2 separate regions of the Mus musculus genome follow, and region 1 is linked to region 2. A link is a contact called in public HiChIP or PLAC-seq data. All regions are on one chromosome and are shown on one strand. Each heading gives the region's core, a stretch centred on a gene start, on an enhancer-like site or on the middle of the called end of the contact. The rest is flanking DNA. Distances are from core to core; before and after follow the strand shown. Region 1 holds the start of Mkrn3 (makorin, ring finger protein, 3). Region 2 has its middle 80 kb from the start of Gm42395.

Evidence for each region. HiChIP or PLAC-seq counts read pairs in DNA pulled down with a chosen protein or histone mark.
Region 1: an H3K4me3 HiChIP or PLAC-seq map of neural tube shows a contact between it and region 2, with 3 times the contacts expected there. The contact joins the promoter of Mkrn3 here to the enhancer-like site in region 2. A contact is called at or near these places in 4 of 15 datasets of contacts at CTCF or cohesin (the NIH/3T3 cell line, embryonic stem cells, pro-B cells and 1 more), 1 of 484 Hi-C or Micro-C datasets (embryonic stem cells), 10 of 115 datasets of contacts at active chromatin or transcription factors (craniofacial prominence, embryonic basal ganglia, embryonic forebrain and 7 more) and 2 of 9 other capture datasets (adipose tissue and embryonic stem cells).

What each region holds. Positions count from the first base shown.
Region 1 is chr7:62,417,411-62,421,640 of GRCm38.p6, forward strand. Mkrn3 (makorin, ring finger protein, 3) reads right to left here and starts at 2,743. Exons shown (of 1, transcript NM_011746.3): 1 at 183-2,743. The coding sequence starts at 2,631. The coding sequence ends at 997. All of the region lies in intron 1 of Gm32061 (predicted gene, 32061), which reads right to left.
Region 2 is chr7:62,228,047-62,232,542 of GRCm38.p6, forward strand. No RefSeq gene overlaps it. Among named protein-coding and RNA genes, the nearest start is that of Gm42395, 80 kb to the right of the region's middle. Within about 2 kb of position 3,220, at least 95 of the 459 cell types and tissues checked have an H3K27ac peak or open chromatin away from gene starts, as enhancers often do. A contact at or near this core is called in craniofacial prominence, embryonic basal ganglia and neural tube, where this site is marked.

The DNA.
Region 1 (4,230 bases), core at 1,493-3,992, 190 kb after region 2:
TTTAAGATATTAAAAACAAACAACTCTATGTTTAAGTTCAGGAATTGTCTCTGTCAAGAAAAATGAGATGGTAACTTCATGTGAGGCACTGTTTCATTATTATAACACCAGGAAGCTGTTAATGGTATTGTAGGAATTTTCGAAGTCATGTTTTGTAAATCCATTAAAAAAAGAGTCAGATCCACACTTAGCAGTCATTTTTATTAGATGCTAATCACTGACATCAGTGCAGGGGCAGATTATCCACACAATTCACATACAGCCCACACACTTGGACTTTAACACTGGGCTTTCAGTTCTGCATTTATTTCAATACTTCAAACATATATATTATGGTGTATATTTATTTCCAGTTTTTTTCAAATACATCTTTGTATACATATACGCATATATATCATTCTTAAATATATATTTCCAAATATAAATAATTTCACATCAAGCCAAACAGGATAAAAACATGTAAACATATGCACCTCATTTTGGTCAAGTAAAACAGAACCACAAAGTAACCACAAGTTAACAAGTGCACTTGAAAGAGAAGGGAAGAAACAAACATGTAAACAAACACAGACAGCAGCTGCAAGGTCCTGTAAGGGTCCATTTTTTTTAAGGCTATATAGCAAAAAGCTCATAATTCAGTTAAAGACTTTTGTCACCTTGTCACATTTACTCTTAAGGGACTTCACAATGAGAAACTGTAAACACTAGACTAGAAGTGATTGAATCCTGTTGGAAAAAAGACATCACAAGTCATCAGTTGACAGAAATATTAATTCCACCAAACAATACTTATAAGATTTCTTGTTATTTTGTAACACAGAGAAACATCACAATCCTAGCAAGAAGAAATAGGAAATAGAGAAGAAAACAGCAATACTGCATAAAGATTGCCTCAGTAGCCTTTGAAAGCGATAGGGTTTTTCAGTCAATAAAGGGGAATAAGCAACAGCAGACAACAGAGCTTTAGCAGACCAGACCACATGCCACAGCGTGATACTACAGATTCAAACTGAAATATTCTTCCAGCTGGTACTGAAGCAAGAGCCAACGGTCATCAGAGAAGGAAGAACTGCCTCTCAGGCAAAGCAACTTCTTAAGCAACTGATTGGCCAGGCGAAGCACAGAATGCTCTTTTTTACGGCTTTTAAACAGCACGTTTCCCTCTCGCAACTGCACAGGCTCCAAAACTTGATGCCAGTATGCGCTTGATGATCCACCACCATCTGGTCTTGGAGGCTGATCTCTCCAGCCCTCGGGGTATTCATGCTTGTAAAAACAGAATTCTCCAAATGGGCAGTGACCTAGGCCTCCAGCAAAATACCTGCACGCTTTCTGGCTCATCCCCTCCTTATACTGCTGAACAAGTTTCTCCTTCTCCTCTTCCTCCTCCACCCAAAACTCACTAGGAATGACAAAGCCAGAGGAGACCCTGCACTGTGGGCAGGACTTACTGATCCTGTTCTCAAACTGTGTGGCACTTCTCCACCTGCGGATACACCTAAGACAGTAGGTGTGGTTGCAGCTGAAAAGAATGCCAAAGCGGCGGTCGCTGGGGTCAGCTTTCTCATAGACCACCTCCATGCAGATGCCACACACTTTGTCCATGCTGCGCTGCACAGCAAAAGAGAGTTCCATATCTCTCTCGTGTGCTTCAACGCAGGCCCTTCTATGAGCTTCCTGCTGAGCTGCATCCCAAGGGTGCAAGGCCTGCTGCCCGCACATGTCGCATATTTCTCCATGGGGGTATGCACACCTGTCCCCACGGAGGCATTGTCCCCGGGCAGCATAGCGGCAAAGCGGCAGCGGCATTGGCACTGGCATTGGCACTGGCATTGGCATTGGCACTGGCATCGGCATCCCCATGCCCATAGCCATATGCTCTCTCTCAATTGCCGGGCTCTGCAGAGGAGCCTCGGGACCATGCGGGGGGACCATGCGACCTCGGTAAGGCTGTCCAGGAACAAATTCAATTGCCCCCTCCCAGCCTTCTGCACCCGCTCCCGCTGCAGCACCTGCTGCAAGGCTTGCATTGTCAATCTCGGCTTCAGAGAAGCCCCTTTCAGCAGCTGAGCGAATGCCTGCATTGTCAATCTCAGCTTCAGTGAAGCCCCTTTCAGCAGCCGAGCCAATCAGAGGCAAGGAGCTTGAGGATGCAGCAGGGGGGGCTTCCGCCACTTCCTGAGTCGGGGGCTCCCAGCGAGTGGCCATCTTGGGTCCTCTGTCTGCAGAGGCCCGAGGCTGAGCATCTTGCCCCCCCCTAGATCTCCGCCGCCCAGAAAGGTCGTGAGAGTAGCGACAGTTATCGCCCTCCTTGCACTGCCCATGCAGATAATACCTGCAGAGGATTTGCTTCGTCCAGCTGCCACTGTTGCGCTCCGGACCAGACCGGGCCCCGCCCCCTTCGGCTGGCGCTGGCCTCAAACTCGCCGCGCGCCGGATCGCTGGGCCTGGAGTCACCAGGAGCGGTGCCAGACCCGATGCCTGCTGCAGAGGGGCCGAGCTGACTCCCGCAGAAGCTCCAGCAGCCTCAAACTGAGGAGGGGGGGGAACAGACACACCCTCCCCCCCTTCAGCACCTGCCTCGGCGCCGGCGGCCGCGTGGGCCTCAATGGGAGCTGTAGACTCTTCCATCTTACAGCGTGCCTCTAACACTGTCCAAAAACCCGAATATTATATCTTTTTTGTGCTTGAATTGCGGAGCTGGAGATGGCTCGACCAGCTTCTTCTCGGAGCGAAGTGCATCGATTTTTGTCTTCCCACCTGCTCCCCGTTCCCTGGAAACTTTAGTTCCTACCTGTTTACAGGCAGGCGGACACTTCCGGTTGTAACACCATTCCTAGGGCTTCACCGGAAGTTGCTTCCGCCATGTTTTTCGCGTGCCTGTTTCTGCTTGAGACACTGGGATGGGCTTCTGCCGGCTTTCTAAGTGCGACTCTGAACCCCCCAATCCCCGTTTCCACAGTGTTTCCCCTCAAGGTTGATGTTTTAAACTCTCCAGGTTTCAGTTGTATACATTGCAGTTTATTTGTGTGTGTGTGTTAAGAAAACGCTACACACATTGCCTTTACCGTCTGCTGCTTGAACATAAAACATTTCACTCACATTAAAAATTATTTTTCAGTTTCTTCTGTCGTTTGTTTATAGGCTACTAATTTTTAAGATCGGACAGTGTCCCTGCCAAAGCGTTTCTCCTTCAATGCTTGTAGATCTGACAGGATTCTTTGGGTCTTTTTTTCCCTTGAAGGGTTAATTTGCGTGCACTTTAATTAGGAGGGAATCCCCTGCCCCGAGGCTACTCAGAGCCTTTCACTTTCCTGCCTTTGTTACATTCTCCCGGACCCCCAACAATGTAGAAGCCTGGACTTTGCCCAACCCTGATGAAGACTTAATAAGGCAAGGTCTGAGAATGACCCAGGCTTTAACTTTTCTCTGTTGGTTGGATTCGGAGACCCTTTGTTCCCTGCCTTCCTTTTCATCCCATTCTGCTCTACAGAGCTTTTCATAATACCAGCTCCTCTTTGCACCCCAAAGTGTCTCATTTCCATTTCTGCACTGAGCCAGTTCTTTTTCTTTTTCTTTTCATTTTGCAGATATATACTATTGGGCTAATAATTTTATATGTAGTTCTACACTGCTACATGTACTTACTACAGTGGCATACTAAATTTTATAGTATAGTTTTACGTGGGTTTTTATTTTTAGTAATAATCATGCTTTCTTCCTTTCCTCACCCACTAACTTGAATTAGCAATGCTTCAAATATTTTATTTACTATTTAAAAAAATGAAATTATGCTCAGAAAAATAATTTTATTGGAAGGAGTCTCACAACCTAAGGTTAAAAAACTCTGAAAGCATATGATATAATCATCCAACTCAAAATATAAGTCTCAACTAAATAAATCCAACAACGATAAAACAAGATAAGAGGAACATAATCAAACAATATAGATAAGGGGGGATGAAGTCAAAGTAAACATGAAATAAGAACAATAGAATAGGCAAAATTTTTCTTGTGTAACTTATGAAGGAAAATAATAAAAGGCTCAGATCTCCAGCATCACATACTTCAAAAGAACTGACATTAAGTAATAAGAAACCTCAAAACAATGAGATGTTTTTAGTGCCACTAATTTATAAAAGACCTAAGTAAGAACTAGCAGATGAGAGTGGGGAAAAGATTTGAATATGAAACTTGAAACTTTCATTAAATGGTCATAAATAGATAGAT
Region 2 (4,496 bases), core at 1,970-4,469:
ATTCCCCAGGTAGAGTTTAAGGGCTTTATTAACTAGAGGTTCAGTGAAATCACAGTAATACCCAATATGTCCTGGTTGAGAGGTTTTCTGCAGAAGATTCTGCTAGAGACTTACTAAGGCAACAAAATCAGAAACAGAGAATTGGCCTTCTAGAACATTCTCAAGGTGCCATGATAAGTAAATGCAATATGTTACTCTGAATAGGATCCTGGGACACTGTTGTGTGTTTCAAATTGATACTGAAAATAACATATTTTAACTCAATGAATAAAATGAGAGTTGTGTATGAATACTCACAAATCAATGAAAGGCAGGTGATGAAACACTCCTCATTACAGAATGACTACAGCATTGACCTTAGAAGAAATGACAGTGGGGTTAGAAAGTCATGAAATTCTGCCAGTAAAAGAAAGTACATGATAAACAGGTGTGTCTCCAGAAAAATTTAATCAATCCTAGTTTGCCTGAAGTGTGGTTAAAAGAGATGTCTTACTTGAAAGGCACTCTGAAAGATTTTGAGTTAAAACATTCATACCCCTTGTATTTTCAATGTTTTGATGTAAATATGTGGACATTGTTTTTACATGTGAACGAATTCAGAAGAATTGTATATAGGGAAAATAACAGGAAGTGGGGTATAAGGTAAAAATATGACAAATATTTGTAAAGAAAATAATATAAATCCAATATAGCATCTCCTTTATGTTTCAGATTAGATATTAACAAAGTTTAATTTTTGAATAACTTATTATTCATTTCCTCTAGGGGGAAAAAAGGACTGTCTTATCACATATTCACAAAATAAATTTCAATTAATACAAAAATCCTGTGGAAAATAGAGAGGATCATGCTATCAAGAAAAACAAACAAACAAACAAACAAAAAAAAAAACAACTGTGAGACCTGTAATGAACAAAGCCTTGTTGTATAGAATCCATAAAGTATTTCTATAAATACTTCTAAAAATAACAACCCATCCAATTCAGGGAGCATAGAGCAATTTTATGCAATGAAACATTTGTACAAAATAAACACAAATGCTCAAGGAATATGGGAAAAAAAAACCACAATGTACAGGATCCAGGAAAATAAAACATTTGTTTTCAACAGAAAATAACAAACTCAACAAAAAAGTTTAAATTGTGTTTTGTTGTCAAAAGAACAGAAGATCAAATGCTTTTTGTTTCAGTAATTATTGAGTTTTGATACTGTATGTGTTTATAATTACCATCTAGTGCACAAGAATAAAAGTCTAGAAGTGCAGAATCCAAATGCTAAGTGTTCCTTCCCTCACACTCAGCCATGCTCTTGGCTCAAGCAAGACAACAGCCTTTGGGAATCTTCAGAATCCTGACACTGAGGAGTGATCTCTTTTCTAGAACGTGGCACTAGGATATTAAGCCCAGAAGGTTCTCTGGACTCTCATCAGAGTCAACTTAATTTAGAAATCTCAGCACATATCCAGGCTGAGTGCTGTTTGAAGTAAGAAGTTGGGGCAAAGTGAATATCATAGATATTTCATATTCTCTCCTCTCTCTCTCTCTCTCTCTCTCTCTCTCTCTCTCTCTCTCTTTCACACACACACACACACACACACACACACATATGATCATACTTCCCGAAGTGAAACATTTCATAAAAAAGAAGCTATTGTGTCACAGACTTTGGAATGGGATGGAATAAACTGAAAATATAGCAAACGAAAAGTGTTAGAAAAACCCAAGGAAATAAAGAAATTTCAGTTGACTAGAGGTTAGAAAACAAAAATCTGGTAAACATCACCGATAAAGAATTGAAGTACCTATCTATGATGTATGACCCACGGCAAGATGGCTTTCAAGTAAAATGTTGAGTCAGTAGACTTTTTGGTGGTGTTAAGTATCATAAAATACAACAAAATGTAGAGATGAGCTTAGAAACAAACTGTTCAATACATAAACAAGGTTTATGAGAATGAGAGGAAACAAAATGTATGGAAGAACTACTTTTCAGGTACAAGCTAAAACAAACAAACAAAATCCCAGAAATTTGTAATAAAACCTCATTGCTTCTACTGTGGTTTAGAACGAGGAAAACTTACATACTACAGCTTTAAAGTCATCAACATGTGAATAACTTCCACGTTCATTATTTTTTTCACCCCAGTCCAGACTAAAATTAGCACATGCATACAAAATACAGCTAATTTGAAGTCTGACTGAATTTTCACCAATTTATTACACACATTAAAAAGTCAGAATCTGAACTTTGCTTTTTTTTTTTTTTTTTTTTTTTTTTTTTTTTTTTTTTCCTTTGTGACTCTCAGAGTATGGAAAAAGTCAGCTAACTTTCCTGTCCGGTCGGGTGAATTTGAATTTGAAGTTGGCTTTAGGCTGTGAGTATCTTAAGTCAAGGAGTGGACAGTGACAGACTTTCCAAGAATGACTCCCTGTTTTTAAAAGGCTCCTTTTTTATTATTTATTTATTTATTTGCATGTCATATGGAGAGAAGGAAGCACATAGGCTGTTTTATGTTGTATCTGTTAGCAAACAGTCTTTGGAAAGACCAAGTCCTGTGCTAGGCTCAAGGCCATCACATTGCTTTGCTCAAATGACCCATCTCCTGTTCTGGTCAGCCGCAGGAGAGTAGGACCTGAGGGTCAGATTTTGGGAAGCAGTGTTCCTGGGATGCAGTCAGGCCTTTGTTTACTCAACATTCTCTCCTTAGTGTCTATCTGGAGATATAGATCAAAAACACCCCAAGGCTGTTAAAACCAGGGTGGGCCCTCTCAGATTTCTTTTTCTGACTGGAGTGAGCTGAGAATCTGCATTTCTAACAGTGTTGCTCTAATGCAGATGGCTAGCAAGGAGCTGAGGCCCCAGGGGATAGAGTCCTGGGTTGGGGGCAGGCTGAAGGGCATCAGGCTCAAATGCTGAGGTAATCCTTTCTCCCAGGCAGCTCACCTTCAGCTTGTCAACGCACCCAAATTTCCTATGCAGCTGCTCTTTCCAAAATTAGGATGTGTTATTTGACTCGAATTCTACTTTGGTGACCCACACAGCACATTTCCAACATTTCCAAGCCCTAACAAACACTGCAGTCAGAAGCTGTCAGGGGACAGAAGGGCCTCTTCTGTTCCACGCAGCAGCCGCCTGTTGGCGCAGTAACCTGAGCAAAGGAACACTTGTGGCTTGAGAGCTGCAAAGGGAGGGGCTGGAGCAAAGAGCCACAGCCCAACTCCCTCTCTGCCCCCCGCCCCTGTCTAGCCCTAGATCTTTCTAGAAGCTGACAAACTGGCGCAGTCGCACAGTAGACTCTGCAATGCTGTAGTAAGAGTGCGCAGGCGCCAGGAAGCCCCCTCCTCGAGAGAAGGGAGCTGCTGCAGTGTGTTTCCATTGCGCATGTGCCAAGAAATCCCCCTCCCTCTTGAGCAGACCCCTGCACTGCGGTGGAAGGAGTGCGCATGTGCTAGCACCCCCTCCCTTCCTCCAAGTCTGTAAGCTGCTCTGAGCCCATCGCCTCCCTTCTTGTTTTTTTTTCAGGTGATTGACATTAGATAAGGCCCATAACGGGTGGTGAGAGCTTGTAAAATGGTGGCTGTGAGAGGCTGATTCCCTACAGAAATGTAATTGAAATGTTCTCAGTTACTGGGAAAGAACCCAGGTACCTGCCCCTGACCCCAGGATGACAGTTTAAAGCAAGGAAGTAAGCTAACTCTGGGTCAATTAGCCAAGGTCAGATTAGCTCAATTTTCTGAAATCAAGTTTTCAGATCCTTCAGTGACTTCAAGGCGCATTCAGCCTCACGGCCTTGAAATGGCATTTGCAATTGACCTCTGACTTTTCGCTTTCTTAAATCATGAGTTATCAGTATTATCAGTATTTAAACTTTGGACAAACGTACACGATTTAGGCTTTGAGCTTCCACAGAATTGTAATAACTCACTGGTATGGGAAATCAGGAAAGTCATAGAGAGCCTGGTGGAGAAGAAAAGACTTCATTTGTAACCAAGTCTGAAGGTAGAGGACAGGCAAGGAGAACAGCCGCCCTGCTTACTGAACTCTAGCCTTACATACAAATGCCTGCACAGTTTTTCCCTTGATAATTTTCCCCTCTGCTCGGGCTAATAACCACATTTTCCCAGTAGACTCAAGTTTAAACATTCTGGTTTCAATCTGGCTGTGATCCAAGCCACACCTTCAGTATCCTGCCCCAGAGTCCTGCTAAACAAGGCTTCTCTGAACAGCACGGATCTGGGAGTACAGCAAAGCACTTGTTTCTCACCTTATTTTAATACTTACTGAGGCTCAACACTGTTACTGGAACATTACATAGAGCTACTATAGATTTTTCTTTCACACCTCTGTCGGGAACTCACATAACCCCACAGCTCCGTCAAAGTAAAAAAGGCACCAAGTAAGAACCCGGCCCATAGGTGAAACCTGACCTGAATCCATCACACCCACTTCGAGCATCTGAAATAACCCCTTAACACGATTTCCTGCCTATACCCCAG